5 separate regions of the Mus musculus genome follow, and all the other regions are linked to region 1. The links are chromatin contacts, called in public HiCAR-type and promoter capture Hi-C maps. All regions are on one chromosome and are shown on one strand. The core of a region is the stretch at or near the end of the contact, and the rest is flanking DNA. Distances in the headings are between cores, read along the strand shown. Region 1 holds the start of Stx7 (syntaxin 7). Region 2 holds the start of Slc2a12 (solute carrier family 2 (facilitated glucose transporter), member 12). Region 3 overlaps Tbpl1 (TATA box binding protein-like 1). Region 4 holds the start of Tcf21 (transcription factor 21). Region 5 has its middle 79 kb from the start of Gm35179.

Region 1 (2,751 bases), core at 71-2,570:
ATATTTCAAGTTACACTGAACCAGAGAAAAATCCACACAGACTTAACTGTGGGAGTTTTATCTAGCAGTACTAGTAGACATAGAGGTAATATTTCCCTGCAGTACTGGGGACTGAACCAGGGCCTTGTGCACACACCATTTAGTGGCATATAGCTCAACATAATTATTCATAATTTTCCACCAGCAGCGTATGGATGAACTTGGGATAATAATCAGAATTAGAAACGACTGTTAATCAGGAGCAGCATAAGAAGTGAGCTAGCTGAAGGAAAAGAACCCAGAGGTCAGTGAGTTAATACTGTGTTCTATTAACTTCCCCAGACACTGGGAAACTACAGCCTCGTTCTTAACTAGTCACAAGCCTGGGGGCCAACTTCGAAAGCAGCTTGCAAAGCCGAAGACCCATCGGCACCACAAGGCACAATTTAACAGTGTTATCAATCTCTGTTCACTGCGGCTCAGAGTACACCTAAAAGAAATGCCTACCTCCAACAGGACCAAACCAGTGTTTCACAGTTAATTCCTTTTATTTTCCTGATTGTGGAAAACTTGTAAATAATAATTCCTGACAAAATACGAGATCTGACGCAATCAAAAATTGATATATGCATATAAAATGCAAGCAAAATTTTAACAGCTATAAGGAAAAATTAGCATTTGACTGTAAAGCTTCCTTCCTCTTCCCACCCTCGTCCAAGCTTTTTTTTTTTTTTTGGTCTGAATTTAACCTAGAAAACACATATGCGAATTCTCGAAATACCTTGTTACCTTGTTATGTGTCTTGCATAAATCAATTGAAACGAGCACAAGGTAGGTCAAAGAAAGTTAGCTTGTGTGAGTAAGGCCAACAGCCAAGCAAAGGCCCTGGGCCGCGGAACGAACCTGTGGCCAGATGACCAGGGCCCATCGCGTTTCCCTTTCTGTTCTTCGGAGGAGAAGTTGACAGAGAATGGGAACACGGTCGTAGCCTGCCAGGATCTGGCGGTAGTATCCGGTCCCCAAGGCTCCATTGCCGCGCGCCCCGGTGCTCGCACGTCGCGTCCCGGAGTCCGGAGCGGGGCGTGGGAGCCCGAGAGGGAGGCGCCGGCCCTGCGCCCTGGGGAGCCCCGCTCTGCGCACCCCAAAGCAACCACTAGCGAGCTGCAGTTCTGAGGTGTCCCTCCCGCCCCCCTCTCCCCCGCCTCTGCAGTCTCCTCTTACCCTGACCTCGCCGGCTTCCTCGGCCACCTCCAGCCGCTGTCACCCGGGGGCCCACTGCCTGGCGCAGCCGGTCTCAGCTGATGGGCGGCGGCACAAGCACGCCCACTGCGCATGCTCGGGGCACAGCCCCAGGAAGGAGGAGGCGGGGCTTGCGTCTCTCCCATTGGCCAGTGACAGCTGAAGCTTGGAGGGACTGGCAAAATTGCTGGGGAGCCAAGCTCTGATGGGTGACAAAGTGATGTCTATGGGCAACAGAAGAGGAAGCAATACAATAGAGAAGAGCTGGGTTCTTTATTCGGAGGCGCCAGACTCCCTGGACTGAGGGAGCACTCTCAGCTTTTAAAGGTTCTGTTTCCTAACCCTCAGCTCTGTGGTAGACTTGACAACTCCATTTTTAAAATGTCACTGCAAAAATGTCAAGGCAATCCTAGCTAAAGCCCCGGAAGGATAAATGAAAGATAATCTCCTAATGCCCACTTGATAAAGATGTTTTCCTGGCTCATAGTTGGTATCGCATCCTTGAAATACAGGATGTGGTTTTCCCAGGCTTTAAGAGCACACACTGTTCCAACAATAACTCTTCAAGCATGTGACCTCTCGGATGAGAAACATCAGTTGTTCATGTGAAAGAAATACTTTGCCAAATTAATTAGAATAGATTGCCTTGGATTTGCCTATAATTAAGATGGTGTTATTTCTGGAAAGAGCATGAAAACACATGATACCAAAAGTTCGATAGACTTCAAGTGGAGGTAGGGGGAATCCATACTATTGTGAATCAGAACCACAGAGCAAACTGTATGTTGGTTGGTTTTACACCTGCAAGCATACGTAGATGACTTAGGTCAGACTCAAACACAGCGTCTTCTCAGTAGGATCCACCCAGTGGATCAAAGAACATGTACTCATTTAAAGTCATGTGATTCAGCTCGGGCCATGGTGAACTGTTGAGGTTTGCTGTTTTGTCCAGCACTGGAAATTGAACCAAGGTCCTTGGACATGAGAGGCCTTCACTCTGTCCTCTATCTCCAGTGGTTTTTGTTGTTGTTGTTGTTGTTTTTGAAACAAAGTCTACACAGGTTACCCAGATATTAACCTTGAACTCACTCTGTAATCCAGGTAGACCTTGAACTTGCAACCTGCCTCATCGTTCAGAGTACAGACCTGTATCATTGTCCCGGGTTGTTTGTGGTTTTGTTTTGAGGAATGAGGGATCAAACCCAAGGCCTCACATTTCAGGTAGTTGATCTACCCCTGAGTTCTACCTATCATCTCCACTGTGAACTTTTAGAAGTATTAGTCCATCATAGTGACATTGTATGTTTTCCAAGATACAGAGGAAATTCAAGTTTTTCTTTGAAATCTCTCCCTTTTTCAAAATTGTTTTATTTTTAAAAATCATTCTTTGACAAGGCAATAACCTCTAATAGAAAGTCATGTTAGCTGTTAAAGCTACAGAGTCCCTTTTAGAAAATCTGGTTCTGTTTCCTCATAATACAGATTAAGGAACCTGAAACACCAAACACTTCTAAGTCACACAGGTAATTAGGA
Region 2 (2,751 bases), core at 114-2,613, 1.5 Mb after region 1:
GCATGTGAAGATAAGGCCTTTCCAACTTCAATCTGACTACTCTTGCCTGCTCTTAACAGAATTTAAAGTCAGCCCGAAAGGCTTTGGGGAAAGAGAGAGGTCAAAGATGGCCCCAGGTGTCCATCCTCCATTAGATGAGGGAAGGAAAATCAGGCTAAGGCCCTAAGCCTGGAGCAAGGCATTTCTGGGGTGGGACCACTTCACTTCCGCGTGAGGCTTAGTGGATTCCGTTCCCAAATCATAAACATCCTTGGGTAGACCCATTCCCAGGTGGAAGGCTGTGAGTAACTTCTGTGTCGCTGAGCATTGGCGACTATTTGTAACATTCCACTTGGGAATGGAATGTATGATTGAAGCATGTGGCGCTGATGAGAAAGTATTAAGCAGAGGAAGAAGAGGGTCATTTGTATTGGGTTTGTCATACCACAATTAGTATATAGTCCCTTGAAAAAGAGATGAATAGAAAGAGGCACCAAGAAACAAACAAACAAGCGGACAAACAAAAAGGTGGAGGATTGTAAATCCACCGAGACAAGCATCTCGGTGAAGCACAGATAACACCATAAAAACTACTAAAGTTCTCTTTGGTAAGTTAAAGTATTCAACGAATCTCATTTTGAAAGGCAAGTTTCCAAGAAAGCAGGGACAAACAGGGGTGCAGTTTAGGGGCACGGAATAACTCATAATGTCCACTTGTTCCACACCGTTTGTTTGCGACAATAAGCAAAAAAGGTGTGTGCTCACAACTGAGGCTCTGATCCACCTTTCCAAGAGAGAGGAATGTGTACATTGCGTTACGTAAAGCAAATTGATGTAGCCCATCGTTGCAGTAGCTCCTGTTTCAATACATAAAGTCCCAAGGAGACTTCGGTCCCCGCATGTAGGGCTCTGGGTCACTCCGCGTCGCACTGAACCCTGCATTCCCGTTTCCACACATACGACACGCTCCCGGGCTGCGCGCGCACACGCACTCCCACGCACACGCACAGTCCGAAGGGGCTCGTGGGGACGACTGTCCCCTCTAGCGGTCACCCGAGCCAGCCCGGCCGTCTCACGTTACCTCCCGCGCAGGCAGGATGCCCTCCGCCGCTGGCTCCACAGCTGCCTTCGGTCTCCGCCTCTCTCCCCTTCTGGTTCAGCAGATTGGGGCCCTCTGTGTTTTCAACAGGTACCATGGTCACGGTAGTACTTACAGCTTCTCGCTCGCCACCGGACCACCCAGACCTACCGCGCTGACAGCAGTGGTCACTGTCCCCATGGGCAGCATGCTAAAGAAGAGTGGGAGGGGTTTGAGTGGGGGGGCGACCTTCGGGCAAAGCCAGTGTGATTTGTAACCAACTTTGTTTCTATTTCCGAAGGCTTTGCCCTTTTCGGTGACACAGGCTGTTGCTATTCCAAGCAGCCTATCACAGGCAAGGGGAGGGCCGTGTCTCCAGGATTGTTTTGCCTTTAGATGCGAGTTGGAAGCAAGAGGTTAAAAAGACTTGGGACTCAAAGGCAGTGTTTGGCCACCGGCTAGGGCTAGCTCTTGTGTTCCCGCAATTTGAAAAGCAGCTTAGAAAAAGAAGCATGCAGATTTAAATGCAAGTCTGCAAGCCAAGAGTAGGGAACAAATACTCACAGATGGTATCAGTTAATCTCGCCGAAGAGGAACATTTTATGTAAAGACATACCAGAAGGAAAAGTATTAATATTTCTTTTGTGGGCAAGCCTATTGCCCTAAAAGCCACAACACTCACCAGCTTAAACAAAGCGTAAAAGTTGTTTGTTTCAACGGGATTTGGGTCTAGGTAAATGCCTAGCATAGCTTTCTCTCTAGGCCCGTGGTACGGATCAAGGCCTGCTCCCAACTCCAGTCGCATGGATTCTTTAGACACTTTCTAGCCTGAGTTTATAGCAAGATAGTCCTTTTAAAAATGCACAGTTGACCTGAAAGCGAGGCAAACAGAGGATCTTCTGTCAGGTTGCTCGCTGGCTTGGCTGGCGGGAGGACACTCGGTATTCAGAGATGACTGGAGCTGTTGTAACATGAAACAAATCAGGGCACCAGAGGGAGGGGTGTTTTACTGGTCTATGAATGTGTACTTACATAAACAATCAGACAGACTGACATATTTTACCATCCGTTCTGTCCTTAGCAAATCATATCCACTGAGAAAACTGTGACATCACCTTAGAAACCACTGGGGTAAAAACTTAAACGTATGAAGTACTTTATAAGACAGAAATCAATGCTGGTTGTGTGACCTCGAGCGATTCTTTTCCCAAATAAAGCGCGTTAGAGAAAATGGGAGCTAAAGTAGCTTGCCTAAGCTTTGTAGAGCAGGCTGTGGCTCAGTGGTAGAGCCTACTACACACAAGGTCCTGGATTCAGAGTGCCAGAGCTGCACCAAACAAACAAATACACCCAGTGCTCTCGAACTCTTCAGAGCTGGTCAGGGGTGGACGGTAATTCTCCGGAGTTCTAACATTCCAGCCCTGTCCAACACTCTTTAGTTCTCCTCAACCTTAAGAGATGCCAGGAAACACAGATTCTCATACTAGCCATTCCTCTGTGAGGGAAAGCAGGTCTGCACTTGTCTAAGCAGTGACCTGTGTTTACTTATTTTGCACACACTTTGCGTCATCACTAGGTTTTTCATTAGCATCATTTGAACACCTCTTCCCTAGGCATTGCTGTATTATGCTTTAGGAAAGACATGGAAACAGATTCAACTATAATTTATTTAGTATGCAACGAGCATTGGCTAC
Region 3 (2,751 bases), core at 159-2,658, 1.4 Mb after region 1:
TGGACATTTTAATTACAAATGTAGTCTGTGTTTTTAGAACAAGATGCCATTTGAACTTAAGGAAGATTGCTTTGGAGGGAGCAAATGTAATTTATAAGCGTGATGTTGGGGTAAGTGTCTGAGTTTCAGTGTGTGCACTCTCTAGCCTGATCTGACCATGCTTTGAGTGGTACTGTTGTATTGTGCAGATGAATTGTGAGCACCTTGTTATGCTAGGTGTAACTGGGCAGCATGGAGCCCTGTAGAAATGGCCCTTCTCCTGGAGATTACAGGTACAGATAAGAGATAGGACTGACTTTGCATCTTGGTGGCTGTATACCCTAGTTCAAACCCTACTTTAATTCTGTTGTATGTAAATTTCCTGTTCCTTTTTAGTTAGCTAAGTTATATTTTTAAAAATAAGTTGCTAAATAAAATAAGTTGTGATTCGTGCCGGGTGTGGTGGCGCACGCCTTTAATCCCAGCACTCGGGAGGCAGAGGCAGGCAGATTTCTGAGTTCGAGGCCAGCCTGGTCTACAAAGTGAGTTCCAGGACAGCCAGGACTATACAGAGAAACCCTGTCTCGAAAAAAAACAAACAAAAAAAAAAAGAATGTGATTCGTGTTTTAACCTACGTGTAAGATTTTGTTTTATTAAACCTCTTTAATCTATTTAAAAGCATTAGTGTTATTAATAAGTAACAAAATGTTAGTGATTTGATGTCAGCTATATTGACAGTGGATATGCATTTGGCTTTGATAAAGTACATGTTGAAAAATGCAGCCAGGAAACAGTAGAAACATGGGAAATGCAAAATAAAAGTCACCCTAGTCCACATGGCTCGTAGAGAAAAGGGAACAACAGCGACTAGTGTCTTAGTTTCTTTTCTGTCACTTATAGAAGAAAGAGTTTATTGTGGGCTTATAGTTTCAGGCAGTTCTGGTGGGAAGCATGGCAGCAGGCAGGCATGGCAGGCAGGCAGTAGTAGCAAGAGCTCACATCTTGATCCACAAGCGTGTGGCAGAGTTAGGGTCATAGGGGGACTGACACTGGGAATGGCCTGGGCTGCTGAAACCTCAAACCCCAGTGACACAGCTCCTCCAGGGCCACAGCTCCTATTCCTTCCCAAACAGTGCCACCAGCTGAGGACAAGTATTTGAACCTATGAGCCTATGGAGAGCATTCTCATTCAAAGCACTGCGGCTGCAGGGATGTGGCCCCTTATATACACGCTGCTGATGGGATTGTAAACTCAGCCTCTGAGACAGGTGGGACAGAGTCAAGCTAGGTGTCCTCAGATGAGAGGACAAAGAAAATTGACACATGCACGCTGAGCATGTCATTGTTACATGCAGTGAAGGGGAGTAAGCCAGACTCAGCACAGCAAGCATCGCATCCTTCCTCTAACAGACATTACATACATACTTAGCCCAGCAGGGGGAAGACTGAGGAGAGAAAGCACACTGACGTGGGAGTAGGGAGGAAAGAGAGAGCAAGGCTGAGTGCTGAGGCTCCACGGTGCACTGAGGAGTTGCCGTAGGAGACCTAGCACTAGATAGGGTCTAGACACCAAGGAGGTGGCTCCGTGGGCAAATCGCTTGTTGCACAGTCTTGGTGCACTGGGATTCTCAGAACCATGTGACAACCCAGGTACGAGCGGTGCTGCTTGTTCTCCTGTGGGAGACAGGCAGAGATGGAATTCCTGGGGCACATGGCCCAGCCAGTGCGTCACAGGACGGTGTGTGCCTGCACACACATACGTATGAACATTCATGTATATGTCATAGACACACAAAAGTTTTTTTGTAATAAATATTTTATTAGATATTTTCTTTATTTACATTTCAAACACGAAAGATTTTTTTTTTTAAGTTAGGGATGTATCTGAAGGTTTAATTTAAGTTCTAAAAACCTAAGTGCCTGTATACCCTAGGTAAATTATCTCCAGTTTTTAGAACTAGAAACTCAAGAATGAGGTGAATTCAACAAAACCAAAATCTCATTGGCCAATTAAGATTTTTTTTAATGTGTTAGTAATAACATCTTCCCTTAACAAATAAATAAATAAATAAAAATAAGAAGAATACACAGAAAGTCAGGTGCCAAAACACACGACTGTAGTCCTCACACAGAGTATAGAATCATGCATTGTTGGCCAGTCTGGGCTACCTAAAGAGACGCCCTCCATCAGAAAAGCAAAGTACAATAAGAATTTAAGCTGACAGTCTTGAGGTGGCAAGTAATAGCTAAGTGTCAGATGATGTCATTTCACGGTTTCGCATCTGAAATTTGACAGCTTATTTTAGTTTGAACATCATCTTCCTCAGCCTGCATTGTATGGTACTGTGATGATGTGCACATGACGGAGCAAGGAAAGACCTCTGCAGGGAGAGTCGTGTATAGACCTTTTCCTGGGTCTGTTTATCCGCCTCTAAGTCATTCATGAGACTTTGATTGTGTGGAGTATTGACCTGGACTTGAAGATGGTAACTGGCTGAGTAGTCATGTCAGCCCTGCGTAGCATGTGGGGAAGAGCATGGGCACATAGGACAGAGATGTGTGTCAGGACCAATGCTTATCAGATCATTGATTTTTCTTTTCCAGAAAGTATTAATGAAGCTTAGAAAACCTAGAATTACAGCTACAATTTGGTCCTCAGGAAAAATTATTTGCACTGGAGCAACAAGGTGAGTGCTGCCTGGCTGAACTCCGTGTGCCCTCCACTCTGCGCCCCAGGGAGGACATTTCCCTAGACTGCAGCGCCTCAGCTT
Region 4 (2,751 bases), core at 94-2,593, 1.3 Mb after region 1:
CAGCCATGGAGAGAGTTACTCTTAGCTCCTGCCCCCAATCCTCAGTGCCTAATTGTAAGGTTACGAAATCTGACAGTGGTTTTTTTTTTTTTTTTTTTTTTTTCCTGAGGGGAAAAAACAAAAACCATTTCATCTCCCTTCATTCAGTCCCTGGGTTCCTGTTCCCTTTGCTTTTCTTCTTACCTCCCAGATGACTATCATTCCCTGAGAAAGACAGTCCCAGCTGGAATGAAGGATGGGAAAGGTTCTTTCTCCAAAGCCATGAGTCCTGTTTTGTGTTTTATTAGGCCAGCTCTCTATGAGGAACCCTAGTAGCCCAGAGGATGGGAGAAGAGAAAGCAAGCACAAGAAGAAAATATACAGTCTTTACAAAAGGTGTCAGGCAAAGAGAGGCTGCCAGGAGCCACAGAGTCTTCTTTAAGACAGGAGAGAAGTGAGTTGCATCTCACTGGAAAGATTCTCAGCTCGCAAAATATGTTCCACAAATCCATATAACCTCTCTCATCGCCTGCCCATTCCCAGTCAACTGCATGTATGGTGTGTGTGTGTGTGTGTGTGTGTGTGTGTGTGTGTGTGTTTGTGTGTACATGTGTGTTCAGTAGTCAAGTGTGTTCCTATGCACTAGCAATTCCCTGATACCTTCAAAGAGACTGGATGGTAATGGATTTTCTTTTTCTTATTTTCCCTCCCTCCCTCCTTCCTTCTCACCCTCTCTCCCTTCCTTCTCTCCAGTAATTTCTTTCTACCACTTCCTTCCCCTATTTACCTCAGGTAAATTTTAAACAGTAAAATGCATCTGGAAAAAAAAATCGTCCCAGCGATCAGCATTTTCCTTTCAAACATTTGGTTTGGTAAAATACGCCTCTTCTCGTCCGGACAAATAGGACCTATGACTTCTGTGTTAGCCAGTGCACGGTAATGCAGTCTTGGTAAAGCCCTGTGGTCTTAGCCGGTATTAACTAAGGGCTGCAGGGTTTTGATTGTTATTTCTTGGGAGGAAGAGTGACTGTGAGATGTTTTAGGGGGAAAGGCCACTTAGAGCAAAGGGTCTGGCCCTTTCTCTGAGTTCTCAGAGCAATCAGTTGGGATTCCCTCAAAGGAAAGGGGCCTTAGGAGATGAGTCTCGGCAATGGTTCTAAGTTACTCCTTGACTTGAGAGGAAGAAGGAATCCGGTACAGGCATGTTGCAATCGGTTGCTGGAAACCAGGTCTGAGCGTGAAGTCTCCTGTGCTTGTGAAAGGGGTCTGGGAAGTCTGTTGGGCCTAGCAGGCCCCTCCCCTGGGCTGCATGGATCCGCCTCTCTATTCCCCAGATAAATTCTTAGTGTCCACCAAATTCCTCGGCGCTCTTTCACTCTCCGTTAAGGCCAGGACTCCAGTGGTGGGGAGATAGAGCACTGGTTTCCCTGTCGCGGGATCCCTTGTGATCGTTTTCCACGACTCTGTAAAGGGAAAGCTGGGGGACGGGACTGCCAGATCCCACCTCAAACCCAACACACGAAGTGGCAGCTCCAAACTTTTGAGACCCTTTCGTTTCCGTTTCAGCGTCTCTCTCTCCCTCCCTCCCTCCACCTCTCTAAACATGTCCACTGGCTCCCTCAGCGATGTAGAAGACCTTCAAGAGGTGGAGATGCTGGACTGTGACTCCCTGAAAGTGGACTCCAACAAGGAGTTTGGAACTTCCAACGAGAGCACCGAGGAGGGCTCCAACTGCGAGAACGGGTCTCCACAGAAGGGTCGCGGTGGCCTAGGCAAGAGGAGGAAGGCGCCCACTAAGAAAAGCCCGCTCAGCGGGGTCAGCCAGGAGGGCAAGCAGGTCCAGCGCAACGCGGCCAATGCTCGTGAGCGGGCCCGCATGCGGGTGCTGAGCAAGGCCTTCTCCAGGCTCAAGACCACCCTGCCCTGGGTGCCCCCGGACACCAAGCTCTCCAAGCTGGACACTCTCAGGCTGGCGTCCAGCTACATCGCTCACTTAAGGCAGATCCTGGCCAACGACAAGTACGAGAACGGTTACATTCACCCAGTCAACCTGGTGAGTCCTCCCGCGCCTCTGGCTGGGCCTGGGGACGCGGGCGAGAGCGTGACTCGTTAAATCGCCGCCCTAGCATCTCTGGGAACCTCCGCGCGGGCTCCACGCAGCGCCCTGGCTCTCTGCACCAAGCGCCCCGAGCCCGCGAGTGATTTGTGCTAGGGTTTGACGTGGCACCCCATTAAGGGATTTCCGAGGGTATTCAGTTGGCAAAGACCAGGGATCCCCGCGCAGGGTGCCATTTCCTCTGTCGTGAAACTGAGCAGACGCTGGGCACCCAGAAGACCTATCTTACTTTGTCTCTTTTGGCTAAGAGCAAACTTGAGTTCCCCCTCCGATTCTTATAAGCACCTAAGTCAGTTCTTTCCGCTGGTATATTTAGGGCTATTAAATGCAGACATATTTATGTTCTTCCACCTCCATAACTGTCTATGCAAATCCCCCCCCCCCCCAGCTACTTAAATATTCTGTGTTTGGCTAAGTAGATTACCATTTTAAATCCCAGAAATTCCAGCCACTGTCAACGCAATCAGTAAATCCGCTCAGGTCCTAGTACTGGACAAAATAACAGCCATGGGTTCTACTACCAGTCACAATGAATGAGCCTAATTTTTGAAAAGCAAGTGCTGGTTCCTGAATCGACTTTCTCAGAGGTATTTTACTGTTTAAGGTGGTTTTTAACTCCCTCTTTCGTTTGATTTCATTTTAAAACGTGCAGGCTC
Region 5 (2,751 bases), core at 89-2,588, 1.1 Mb after region 1:
TGTGCAGCTTGACCTTCATGCAGGTCCCCCAATAAATGAAGCAAGGTCTATTCCTGACTCTGTTGCCTGCCTGTGGATTCTGTTCCCCTAGCTGAGCCACCTTGTCTGGCCTCAGTGGGAGAGGATGAGCCTGGTCATGAAGTAACTGATGTGCAAGGGTGGGCTGATTCTGGGGGTGGGGCTGACCTCCTTCACAGAGGAGAAAGGGAAGGGGAAGGAGCTGCAAGGGGGGCTGCAGTCAGACAATAAAGTGACAAAAGAAACAAAGAAACACAAAGAATCCCTCTAACTCCTTTGAGGACTGTCCAGTCCAGCCATATTATAGTGCCAAGCACAGGAACCAGGTAATACAAACCAGGCACACATGGCTTGTGGCAACACTAGAGACTGCGTCCTGTGTTGGTCCCATAGCCGTGCCATTGAGCTGATCTGTGTTAGTGGACCTTGCCTGTGGTATTATGCTGCATCTTCCCAGTGTGTATATCCTTATCTTTGACATTTTCTCCTTCCTGCTGCAAATGTCCTCACCATGCCTCTTGGGTGCTTGGCTGATGCAATGAATCATTTCCCCAGCCAAAAGCTTCTGCTATGACCCCCATACAAAGCAGGGCCGTCAGTTCCAAGGGGTTGAACAATGCTGGGAAAGATTAGTCAGTCTGTCAGTCACTGACCAAGTGGAAACGCGCATGCCCAAAGCAATGGGTTGCTCAGCCTGCCCTTTGGCAGCAAGCAGCCCACATGGAAGTCACTTGAAGTGACATGTGATGCACATTCGGACCATAGCTTCTGGAATTGGTTGGTGCTATGTGGAAATCGCATAGAGAATGACTATCGAATACATTCAAGACAACTTTGAGGATGCTCAGAACTTAGAAGAGTCCAGATATGGCTGGTATCGCCTAAGAACAGGAAGCAGTTTCTTACCTTAAGCCCGTGGAAGATGAGGTTCCTCCGCCAAACAAAGATTCCAGAACAGGTAACAGAAAGATAAGTGCCCCCTTCCCCGATTCTTTTGGCATTTAAAACAATGCCAAACATATCACAGAAGCGGAATAATTTTTTTTTTCTTCACCAGTAGCCACTGACTTTGAGATGCCAAAAGGTCCAAACCTTGGAGTGACTATATAAGGTGGCTCAGGACTGAAGAAAAACAAAGCAAATCGCGGCAACCAAATCTAAGGTCTGTGATGTAAAGCTGTCCCTTACATAGGTTTACAGGAAGACCTCACACTACTGTCCTAGAAGTAAGTGGATCACTGAATCTTGATTCAGTCACCTTTCTCCTACCCTTCATGGAAACTTTGGTTTTGTCTTCCCACGGGCAATACCGCAGACGAACACAAGGGGGCGAGGGCGTTCTGTCTAAGGTTAACAAAGCGAGCATGAGTCCCAGTATCCAAATCAACGCTTAAAATAACTTTAGGAAATGTTCTCCTGTGGAACAGCCACGACGTGCTTTCTCTATCGGATGTTTTATTTCATTTAGAACTTATGCAAGCCGTTTGAGTTCTGACTTACTCTGAATCGAAGATCAATAGAAGTCAGAACACCCAGAAGAGGAAATGTTTGGGCCTTTGAACACGGCTGTTCCCTTTGTACAGCAGCAACTTCCCTGCTGGGAACCGAGGTGTTTACTGCCACTATCTGCCAGATAAGGGTGATATTGTTTCCAAGAACTCGGACAAATAATACTTCTGAAGAAAACCTTGCAGGAAATTCCAGTTTCTACATAAAAATAAGTACACTAATTTGTGTGTGCATACGAATATGGAGTGTGTACATCTGCATATGTGAGAGACTGTCTAAGAATCTATGAGCGTTTCTCATATGCTATGAGTAATGTCATCATTTGACCACTGGTGTGTAGTTGTTCCACTGAGGTGTGAGGCTGTGTGCAGCCTAGAAGCTCAGTTCCCATGAACAGCCCCGGCGGGGTGTGTCACGATTGATCAAGGGATGGAACATGTGTCACGCGTGGGAAGGCATCCTCCAAGTCAGCTTCCACTGAAGTCCAGCCCTCCCCTCAGCCAAACCTGGACACGCCACGCTCAGTCTTGCAAAATAGAATTAAATAGGGTTCACGTAAATGAAACTCAAAAAGCCACAGCAACAAGAAGTCGCTACAGAGTATCTCTCTGGGCCTGGGGATATGAACTTGGGGTAGATGGCTTGAAGGATGGCACAGGGGCCTGGAACAAAGAGAGCAAAAACATGTTACATGAAAATAATTATTTATTTATTTCTCTTTTTTCCTTCTTTTATTTATGAAAATCTAACTTTCCCTGATATCTCAGCATTGATAAGGAAGATTGATGCTCTGGCATCAATTAAAGTATTACCGACCTTAATTTTTCTTCTAACACTCTTGAAACCTTATCAGAAACATAATAGGCCCTGTGTCCATAAAACCCACTCTGAAAGGTAAGCTATAACCACTACCTCTTATTTTTAAAATTAGATATTTTCTTTATTTACATTTCAAATATTATTCCCTTTCCTAGTTTCCCTTCCAAAACCCCCCTATCCCCTCCCCCCATCCCCTGCTCCTGAACCCACCCACTCCCATTCCTGGCCCTGGCATTCCCCTATACTGGGGCATTGAGCCTTCACAGGACCAAGGGCCTCTCCTCCCATTGATGACCAACTAGGCCATCCTCTGCTACATATGCAGCTAGAGCCACAAGTTCCACCATGTGTTTTCTTTGATTGGTGGTATAGGTCCAAGGAGCTCTGGGGGTACTAGTTAGTTCA

Evidence for each region. Promoter capture Hi-C pulls out the DNA fragments that hold promoters and counts their contacts. HiCAR-type assays count read pairs that join an accessible place to other places.
Region 2: a contact with region 1 is called in a promoter capture Hi-C map of embryonic stem cells, with 11 times the contacts expected there. The contact joins the promoter of Slc2a12 here to the promoter of Stx7 in region 1. A contact is called at or near these places in 6 of 39 promoter capture datasets (cranial neural crest, embryonic stem cells, frontonasal cranial neural crest and 3 more) and 1 of 115 datasets of contacts at active chromatin or transcription factors (astrocytes).
Region 3: a contact with region 1 is called in a promoter capture Hi-C map of hippocampal neurons, with 5 times the contacts expected there. The contact joins the enhancer-like site here to the promoter of Stx7 in region 1. A contact is called at or near these places in 2 of 39 promoter capture datasets (the 3T3-L1 cell line and hippocampal neurons) and 1 of 115 datasets of contacts at active chromatin or transcription factors (astrocytes).
Region 4: a contact with region 1 is called in a HiCAR-type map of astrocytes, with 4 times the contacts expected there. The contact joins the promoter of Tcf21 here to the promoter of Stx7 in region 1. A contact is called at or near these places in 5 of 39 promoter capture datasets (embryonic stem cells, frontonasal cranial neural crest, hippocampal neurons and 2 more) and 3 of 115 datasets of contacts at active chromatin or transcription factors (astrocytes, embryonic stem cells and extraembryonic endoderm stem cells).
Region 5: a contact with region 1 is called in a promoter capture Hi-C map of frontonasal cranial neural crest, with 8 times the contacts expected there. The contact joins the enhancer-like site here to the promoter of Stx7 in region 1. A contact is called at or near these places in 5 of 39 promoter capture datasets (cranial neural crest, frontonasal cranial neural crest, hippocampal neurons and 2 more), 3 of 15 datasets of contacts at CTCF or cohesin (embryonic stem cells, pro-B cells and stem cell-derived epiblast-like cells), 9 of 484 Hi-C or Micro-C datasets (the G1E-ER4 cell line, the N1E-115 cell line, cerebral cortex and 5 more) and 3 of 115 datasets of contacts at active chromatin or transcription factors (astrocytes, embryonic forebrain and trophoblast stem cells).

What each region holds. Positions count from the first base shown.
Region 1 is chr10:24,147,858-24,150,608 of GRCm38.p6, reverse strand. It overlaps Stx7 (syntaxin 7), which reads right to left and starts at 1,320. Exons shown (of 10, transcript NM_001358563.1): 1 at 1,201-1,320.
Region 2 is chr10:22,643,623-22,646,373 of GRCm38.p6, reverse strand. Slc2a12 (solute carrier family 2 (facilitated glucose transporter), member 12) reads right to left here and starts at 1,363. Exons shown (of 5, transcript NM_178934.4): 1 at 1,061-1,363. The coding sequence starts at 1,175.
Region 3 is chr10:22,709,273-22,712,023 of GRCm38.p6, reverse strand. It overlaps Tbpl1 (TATA box binding protein-like 1), which reads left to right. Exons shown (of 7, transcript NM_011603.5): 2 at 1-110; 3 at 2,585-2,667. Among named protein-coding and RNA genes, the nearest start is that of Mir7663, 19 kb to the left of the region's middle. Within about 2 kb of position 1,408, at least 13 of the 459 cell types and tissues checked have an H3K27ac peak or open chromatin away from gene starts, as enhancers often do. A contact at or near this core is called in hippocampal neurons, where this site is marked.
Region 4 is chr10:22,818,735-22,821,485 of GRCm38.p6, reverse strand. Tcf21 (transcription factor 21) reads left to right here and starts at 1,343. Exons shown (of 2, transcript NM_011545.2): 1 at 1,343-2,032. The coding sequence starts at 1,583. All of the region lies in intron 4 of Gm10824 (a long non-coding RNA gene), which reads right to left.
Region 5 is chr10:23,080,063-23,082,813 of GRCm38.p6, reverse strand. No RefSeq gene overlaps it. Among named protein-coding and RNA genes, the nearest start is that of Gm35179, 79 kb to the right of the region's middle. Within about 2 kb of position 1,338, at least 12 of the 459 cell types and tissues checked have an H3K27ac peak or open chromatin away from gene starts, as enhancers often do. A contact at or near this core is called in nephron progenitors, where this site is marked.